Linked DNA regions of Mus musculus: region 2 is linked to region 1. Evidence: chromatin contacts called from public promoter capture Hi-C data. All regions are on one chromosome and are shown on one strand. The core of a region is the stretch at or near the end of the contact, and the rest is flanking DNA. Distances in the headings are between cores, read along the strand shown.

What was found. Promoter capture Hi-C pulls out the DNA fragments that hold promoters and counts their contacts.
Region 2: a promoter capture Hi-C map of hippocampal neurons shows a contact between it and region 1, with 5 times the contacts expected there. The contact joins the promoter of Chic2 here to the promoter of 1700019F05Rik in region 1. A contact is called at or near these places in 1 of 39 promoter capture datasets (hippocampal neurons) and 3 of 115 datasets of contacts at active chromatin or transcription factors (embryonic stem cells, pancreatic cancer cells and stem cell-derived neural progenitor cells).

Annotation. Positions count from the first base shown.
Region 1 is chr5:73,910,956-73,915,452 of GRCm38.p6, reverse strand. 1700019F05Rik (RIKEN cDNA 1700019F05 gene) reads right to left here and starts at 2,564. Exons shown (of 2, transcript NR_166206.1): 1 at 2,476-2,564.
Region 2 is chr5:75,042,450-75,046,946 of GRCm38.p6, reverse strand. It overlaps Chic2 (cysteine-rich hydrophobic domain 2), which reads left to right and starts at 2,306. Exons shown (of 6, transcript NM_028850.5): 1 at 2,306-2,767. The coding sequence starts at 2,649.

The DNA of each region.
Region 1 (4,497 bases), core at 1,315-3,814:
ACCACTCAACTCTCATCGGAGAGGCTTCTTCTTGCAGGAAATAGTACTGAACACCGAGGCTCACAACTGGTCAATGTGCAGAGACTCAGAGACTTTGGAGTACTCAGTACCAAATGGTATGTGTTTATTATATCCCTCCCCTCAAGACCCAGGCAACTATGTGGAAGAAGAGATGGAAAGATTCTAAGAGCCAGAGGTGGAAAGTGACTCCAAGAAAACAGCTTCTTCCAGATACGACAGGACTGATACACATATGAAGTCACAGAGACAGTGGCAGTACACACAGGGACTACACAGTTCAAGCCTCACAGGGCTTCAGCACTGAGAAGAGGAAGTAGACACAGGGTCCTATCTCTAACCGAGAAGCTGTTTGCAGTCGATGCCCACTGGCAAAAGGAAAATCAAATTTCTCCAACAGAATAACACCAGGTATATCAGCCACACTCCAGAGCAGGCTCCAGGCCCATCCATGCTTTTTGGTTTTGTATGTTTGTTTGTTCTAATGCACTTTTGTTTTGATATTTCATTTATCTTTCTCATTTTTGTTAGTTTATTTGTTTTGACTTTTGTTTCATATTTTTATTTGAGAGGGAGAACATGAAGTTGGGTGGGTGGGGAGGTAAGAAAGGTCTGAGGGAGTTGGGGGAAATAGGACCAAAATACAGTGTATGTAAAATATTTAAGTAAAGTTTTTTATATAAAAAACAAAAAAAAAATAAAAGAAAATAAATTCACCTAGAAAGATGGCTGAGACAAACAGACACACAGACACACACACACACACACACACACACACACACACACACACACACACACACAGAGAGAGAGAGAGAGAGAGAGAGAGAGAGAGAGAGAGAGAGAGAGAGAGAGCCTGAGAGGAGCTCCATGGCAGCACTGTGGGGACAAGGTTCCAGAAGAAACCCCAGAGCAAAGGCGATATCTGACTTTCAGAAGTTTTCAGGGACTGGTGGGAAGTTTTATATTATGTGACTTAATCCAACATAGCTTACAAGCCAAGGAGCAAGGTATTGAGTTGAGCCATATGTTTCTCTCACAGTTTGAGGGGGGAGAGCTGGAAGGTCAGATCACATGGTGGCTTCTTAACTCTGCTGGAGAGAGGGAAAGGGAAGAAGAGGGGGCGGGGCATGTGGGGGAGGGGAGCCGATGATGATGATGATGATGATGGGCTTGTGGCTTGAGTTCTCCAAATTGTCAGATCTTGTCTTTTAGAGCGATCAGCATCTTAAACTGACAAATACAATGGGAAACTCAGAAATGGCCTGTGTCTTGAAGGAACTAATACTGAATGAAGAACAATGTTAATTTTTAAAAAGTTATTAAAAATACTAAATTGTCAATTGATCAAGAGAGACACATATGGTTCAAGAAAATGTTTAGTGGAGATGGTGTGGGCAGTGAATAGTCACACTGAATGTTGAGTAATGGTGACGTGTTAACAGGTGTTTGCCACTCCGTTTGACTAGCCCATTATTCTCCCACATAGAAATTCTGATGAATGTCTTTTCTGTTAGGTTATAGCTCCATATAACAGACACAAAGTTAACAATATATGAAATGCATAGATGTCACAGTCAACAATAGATGAGAGATTAGATTTTTCTCTCACATAAAAGTTTGTAATAATATAACAGCTATATTCTGCAAGATTACTGAGAGCCTAGGATCTCTCTTTTTTGCCCTGCCAACCATACGATGATGTCATCATGCACCTGGCCTGAGATGATGCATCTTTTTGTCTGTATTGTAGGGTGCTTGAGCAAGATGTAGGCATGTGTACCTTTTAGTATAAGGGCAGGGTCTAGAATTGCATTTATCTCTTTATTTATTCTAAAGCCTTTGGTCAGAACTTGGCTCTATACACTTACTAGGGTGCATATTCAGAATGGCTTTATGCTAAAAATAACAATGGCACCAGGAGACAAGAGTTTGGGTACGAAGACAGAGAGAGCAGTGAGCCTCCACCACGCCCTTTCTGGGCATGGTTTAGACAGCCATGCTCCCTTGGGCCTGGGGCTGGCCTGCTGTCACTTTGCATCTGTCTCTGGAATGCCCATTGGTCTGGGAAGGAGATCTCGTAATGGTCAGCCAGCACAACTCCAGCTGGCACAGTTCTCTCTCATTTGCGTTACATATGTGGCTTGTCTCTAAGATACTGCTTGAATTCAGCGTCCCTGGCTGTGATGATTAATCTTGTATGTCAACCTCTTGGCCCCTGGGTGTGCAATTACTTGGTCACGCATTATTTTGGATTTGTCTGTAGCATAGTTTGGTTGCAATGACCATTTGGTTTGATAAGATGAATTAAGCAGATTGCTATCCACCACGTGGGTGGTTTTCCTCTAATTCATTAAAGACCTAGAAGAAAAAGGCTGAGCTCCCTCCCCCGCCCCCCGTGCCCCACCTCCACCCCAACACAGTCAAACACACACAGAGAGGGCACTCTTGCCTGGCCACCTTCAGAATTGAATGAAAACTTCATGCTGCTCTTGGGACTTTGGTCTTCGCATTGGAAATGCAGTTAGTTCTCTAAGGTCTACAGCTTGCTGACAACAGATGTTGGAATGTTGAGACTTGTCAGCTTCCAGAACTGCATCAGTCAGTTTGTTAGAATCAACACCTAGGTGAGGGGGAGGGACTCTGTCACTGCATAACCTACTTGAGTGCCTTAGTTAGGGTTTCACTGTTGTGAACAGACACCATGACCAAGACACAAGGCAAGTCTTATAAAGGACAAGGTTTAATTGAGTCTGGATTACAGGTTCAGAGGTTCAGTCTGTTATCATCAAGGCAGGAGCACGGCAGCATTCAGGCAGGCATGGTGCAGGCAGAGCTGAGAGTTCTACATCTTCATCTGAAGGCTGCTAATGAAAGAGTAACTTCTAGGCAGCTAGAATGAGGGTCATAAAGCCCACACCCACAGTGACACACCGACTTCAAAAAGGCCACACCCTCTAATAGTGCCACTCCCTGGGTCCAGCATATACAAACCATCACACTGAGTTACATTTTATTGTTAAAAGCAAACACAGATTAGGAGCTGCTGGCTTTGTCCCTCTATGTAACAGATGGTGGCATTTGGTGCTGGCAGCCATGATATGGCTCCTACAGATTGGAGGGTGACTAATCTAGGATGGGATCTAGATCTTCAGGGCCATGTCCTCCAGGTCATATTGCAGATGAGAAAACAGTGCCTTTGACTCAAAGATGTAGTCACCTGCTTGTCAAGTATACTTGATCTCCATAGAAACCACAATCATCAGTCCCCTCTTCACATAAAGGGCTTTCTGTAGGCTAAGATGTTGGGAAGATGTGGAAGACAAACACTGCTTGCTTTTTTCATGCTGATTGAGAGTACGGAGCACCCTTTAAAGCTTAGCCACTGTGGTGGTTTGAATAGGAACAGCACCCATAGACTTACGTGTTTGCATGATTGGCTATGGGGAGTGGATCTAATGGGAGGTGTGGCCTTGTTGGAAGAAGTGAGTCACTATAAACTGGGCATTGAGGTTTCTTATGCTCAAGCTGCACCCATGCCATACACAGTCATCTCCTGCTGCCTTCTGATTAAGATGTAGAACTATCAGCTCCTCCAGCACCATGTCTGTCTGCACACTGCCAGGCTTCCTGCCATGATGATAATGGACTAAACAACTGAAACTGTAAGCCAGCCCCAATTAAATGTGTTTTCATTTATAAGAGTTTTTGTTGTCATGGTGTCTCTTCACAGAAATGAAACCCTAATTAAGACAGACATTGAATTGACCACTGAATTCCATGAGCAAAAGCCAGTATCAACATGATCAAAGCAGAGCCCTGGGACCAGGAAGTGTTGTGAGCATTCTGCCTCTTAGACTGGGTTCTTGGTTTGAGTTGTCAGGCTCAGAGGTAAGGAAAGCTCTTGCCATGACAGAGTTAACATAAGTATGTCCTGCTCAATGCCTGTGGAGGTAGGTCAGACCTACTCATTTCACTGAGATAATGAGAAGAACTAGGTTCAGTCAACAGTGAGTTGTTGGAATAAATTAACATAAATTCTGTTTTGATGATTGCTGAAAACTGATCACTATATATTTATATTTGTGTGTGTGTGTGTGTGTTGTAGACCAGAAGTCAATGTCAGATTTTTTAAAAGACTTATTTTATCTGTAATGCTATTGTATGTCTGTGTACCATGTGTGTGTGTACAACTTGCAGAAGTCAGAAAAAGGAATTGGATCCCCTGGAATTGGAGTTACAGACAACTATGAGTCTCCACGTAGGTGCTAGGAACTAAACCTGGGTCTTTTGCAAAAGTAACCAGTTCTCTCAACCAGTGAGCCATCTCTCTAGCTCTCTCCAACTTAGTTTTTGAGACAGGGCCTCTCACTGAACCTGGGGCTTTCTGCTTCAATGAGACAGGCTGGCCAGCAAGGTCCCAGGACGCACTCTAGCCTCGGAGTTAAAGATACTTGCTTCCATGCCTGGATTTTTCATGGG
Region 2 (4,497 bases), core at 1,057-3,556, 1.1 Mb before region 1:
CCCAGTGTTCTGCCGGCAGTGCCAGCCATGATCCATCTCCATTCAGAAAACATTCTTGTAGGTTCTCCTCTGAAGACGGATCTGTGGAGGGTGCTGGAGAAAGAAGGGGCTCTTCCAGTTTCTTCTGTCCTTGGAAAGTTGTCAGCTGGGTGATGCTCAGCGGCTGTGTTGACTGAGAGGTGGATTCTGGGTTGTACACAGCATGCAGGGTGTGGCCCATGACCGAAACAGACCCATTTTCCTCCTCCTCCTCCCTCATCCTTTCTGCAGCCACTCTTTGAATGTGGCCACTGGGCTCTTGATTACTGTCAAGGAGGAGGCTCAGGAACTCTCTGCAGCCAATGTGTTGAAGTTGAAGTCCTGAATGAGAGTATTAAATACACACATACACACGGGATCAAGAGCAAGTTCACATAGGGTCTCTGAAACTAATAATACTTCACGGACACTGAAACATTACACAATGCCAAAGGAACGTGGTGATCTTCATGGCAGAGAAGCGGGGAAGAATCAAGAATGTTTCCTGTTGTGACTATATATCCCTCTTCTAAGCATTCCACGTACATCAAGAGACTCTGTCAAGTAGCCCAAGGGATAGGTACTATTATATCTATTTTATTTTAGAGACAAGGCTCTATTATAGCTCAAACTGGCTATATAGAGTGATGTTCAATGCCTAATTTTCCTGTCTCCATCTCCCACCTGCTAGGGTTTTATAGATGTGTGCTACCACGCCGCACTTTTGTCTTCCTGTGACAGGTCAAAGACCAAGAGGTTAAAGGACTTGGCCAGGGTCCCATAGGAAATGATAGAGGGCGATTCAAAGTCAGCCTTCAGAACTACCAAGTTAAGCTGCCTCCTGTGTGTATGCTCCATTGGAGCCTTTGACATACCCTCTGACTCCCACCCCCCTAGAGAATTATGGTTGCTTGCCTTAATGACAGAAAAGTTACTGCCAGAGACTGTAACATACATAGTCGCGCGTGCACGCGCACAGACACACACACACACACACACACACACACACACACACACACAGCTGACCACACAGTAGGTTCAGTGTTTATTGAATGAATAAATCTGGGAAAGCATAAGTCTGACGCATCGACTATTTTTCCCTGCCTAGCTCACTGCCCTTTTTTTTTTCCCCAGATCTTTCCAGGATTAAGTTGTCCAGCATTTTCCACTCTCATGTTAACCTTTGTACGTTTTCTGCTTGGACAAAGACCCGTAAACGAACTTGAAGGATGCGAACACTGCGTAGAGAACTGTTTGTGGACACTGGGTCCAGTACAACTCCTCTTTCCTTTCCAGACCAATGAGGAACTCTTGTTACCCCATGGTCCAGTTTGCCGTAGGAGTCCAGTTCTGTTCCTATGTTGTTTGGATGCTTGGCAGACTCTTGATTGTGAAACCAGGTCCAAGGTGATCCATGAGTCCACTGTTCCTCCCTTCCCCCATCCCCTCTTGTGGAGAAAACATTTTTCACTAGAGAGACGAAGCATACAACTGCAACTTCTTAATTGGAACACAGAGAACTTGTCAACTTTGTTAGGTAGTATTGATGGTGAGATTTCTTGTTAACAAACAAACAAACAAACAAACAACCTGGGCTAAAAGGACAGAATATTTGGCTTTGGAGATATTTTGGAAAATCAGGTAGGACAGTAGACAGGAAAGCACTGTTTGCCGGGCAGTGGTGGTGCACGCCTTTAATCCCAACACTTGGGAGGCAGAGGCAGGGGGATTTCTGAATTCGAGGCCAGCCTGGTCTACAGAATGAGTTCCAGGACAGCCAGGGCTACACAGAGAAACCCTGTCTCGAAAAACCAAACCAAACCAAACCAAACCAAACCAAACCAAACCAAACCAAACCAAACCAAACCAAACCAAACCAAACCAAACCAAACCAAACCAAACAACAACAACAAAAAAAAAGAGAATGCACTGCTTTGTTAATCTCAAGTTGGCAAAGTCAACCAACTCTGCTTCGCATCGTGGACTAAAAACGTTTTATTAAACCGGCAGTCAGATTCTCTGGTCCGGCCAGGGGCTTCGCCCGCTGTCGTTGTTTGGGCTACAGATTACTCCAGCCTGGCTCTAGGAGTCGAGTCGGGGTCAGCGCCCCCGATCCTCACAGACGCCGCCTTCCGGGTCGCTGACCCTGGAGCCGGAGGGCGGGGCCGCGCCGGGTGGAAGCGGAGGAAGAGGCCGGCGTCCCGGGAGCGCGCGAGACCGTCCGCGTGAACGCGCCCGCCCGCCCACCCGCGCGCCCGCGCCCACGCCCGCGCCCGCCCGCGCTCCCGGGAAGTCTCGCGATGCGGTAGCCGGCTGCTCCTGCTGCGGGTGGCTCGGGCTGTTGCTGTGGTTGCCGGAGTTGCGGCGGCGACGGCGGCGGCGCTGGCGCGGGCGGCGGCGCTGGCGGGGGTGGCGGCCCCGGCGGATGTTGACATTGTGTTGTTGTTCCTGCCCACGGTAATGGCGGCGGTGGCGGCGGCAACGGCGGCGGCCGGGACCAGGTCTCCTCAGTAGCCGGAGCCCACACTGCCGAGCGCCAGCTCCGCGGCCTCCGCGCCCGCCGCCTCACCAGCCGTTCCCCGCGGCCGCCCCAGAGCCAGGGCCCCGGGCGGGGGGCTCGCCGGCTCGGGATGGCGGATTTCGATGAAATCTACGAGGAGGAGGAGGACGAGGAGCGGGCCCTGGAGGAGCAGCTGCTCAAGTACTCGCCCGACCCGGTGGTGGTCCGCGGCTCCGGTCACGTCACCGTGTAAGGCCCTGCGAGGGCTAGGACGAGGACGGGTGGCGAGGCGCGGGCGGGGTGGGCCCTGGGACCCCTGGGGGTCCTCCTTTTCTTAAACCCCCGTCCCCGGTGACTGGCGCGGGACGGGGGCCTTGGGGGAAGCTCCGGCGATCAGGAAGTGAGAACTTGCTCTGCTTCCATTTGTTTAGGACTCCCAAGTGGGGACAGACACTGCCTCCCCTCCCTCCCACAGCCCCGGAGCAGGCCCCGTGGCCCGCGGGGATGTGTGGGGTCCCAGCCGGGAAGATGGCTCTTTAGGGTCTGCCTGATGGGCCATCGGTACAGGCTAGAGGTGCACACACTCACACACACACACACACACACACACACACATCTTGTGGGATCCATCTTTGTAACACCCCCCACACCCCCGTTATTCTTTGGGACTCTGCCTGACTTACAGCCTATTGACATATGGCTCAGAGGTCAGATCTGAGGTGTTAAGATCCCAGTGGCAGTTGGTAAATGAGATTCACTGTCGTGTGTCTATCACACATAACACGTAGGGGCTTCCCAGTTCCTCAAGAGTAAATTTCTGCAAAACTGATTCGAGTTGCTGTCAATTATGTATGATAGAAGTATACAGGTGGACGGAAAAAAAGAGGAGGATACATCTGTTTACAAGGAATTACAAGTACCGAGTTTCCTGTAATCCGGTCTGTTTTGGGACACGGACCTAGGTTGGCTTCTTTGATAAGGGCCCCTGTAAGGTTTATTAGCAACATCAAAAGTCCCAATATTATTCAAACAATAAGGGATGAAAGCATTCTGAAAGGTCGTGACTAATAAAGGAATGTAGACTTGGGGCAAATAATGAGTTGTCCGGAAGAAGGAAGTTTTGTAACATTTCCCTGATAAAATCCGGAGTTTGTACAACTTAGGGTATTGATACTCCTTTGCAGCTGCTATCTCCAGTTGAAAAGTCATCGCTCAAACTTCCTGTACTTGCATATCACTTTATCACTGATAGAAAAAGGCAGCGAGCCTGAAGCTGTCTGGAGCGCTTGTCATTGTTTTTTGGTGTAGGGTGAGTGGGGCGTGCTGTGGGCAAGGCGGTCAAACAGTGAGGCTCCTCAGAAGATCGGCCCTTGTGTAGTCATCCTGACTAGCCTTGTTGTTGTTGTTGGGGTGTGCTTATGTAACACCTTGGTGTCTTCGCACCTGTTAACGTGTGCATTTAGGTGATTTAACAGGGTAAAAACACTGCATAAGCATTGTTTCAGTACCTGGATAAGGAGATGGGACTTCGCACCATAATAACTGCTCTGTTTTAACTGTCAACACAAACTTAATTAAGGAATATAGCTAATTATGAATAATACAGTTTAAATGTATATCATAATGCTTTTAGTGTTATAACCTGCTATTTAATTTTTAGTTTAACTCTTAGGACTTTTTTCTTTTTCTTTTGAACTTAAGGACTATGGGTGCTTTTAAAAGCAATTACAAACAAACAAAAAACCGACACAGTGATAGTCCCAGTACTCAGGAGGCAGAGGCAGGTGGATCTGTGAGTTGCAGACTCCCCTGGTCTTCAGGGCTACATAAAGGATTTCTGAACTTTTTCATGTTGTCTGTGGTCATCCTTAAACTCCTCCTGTCAAATCAAAGCTGGCAGAAATTTATTTGCAGAGGTTCAGCTAGGGCTGGAGATGTAGCTCAGTGTTAGAGTGCTTGTCCTGGGTTCAGAGTAACCA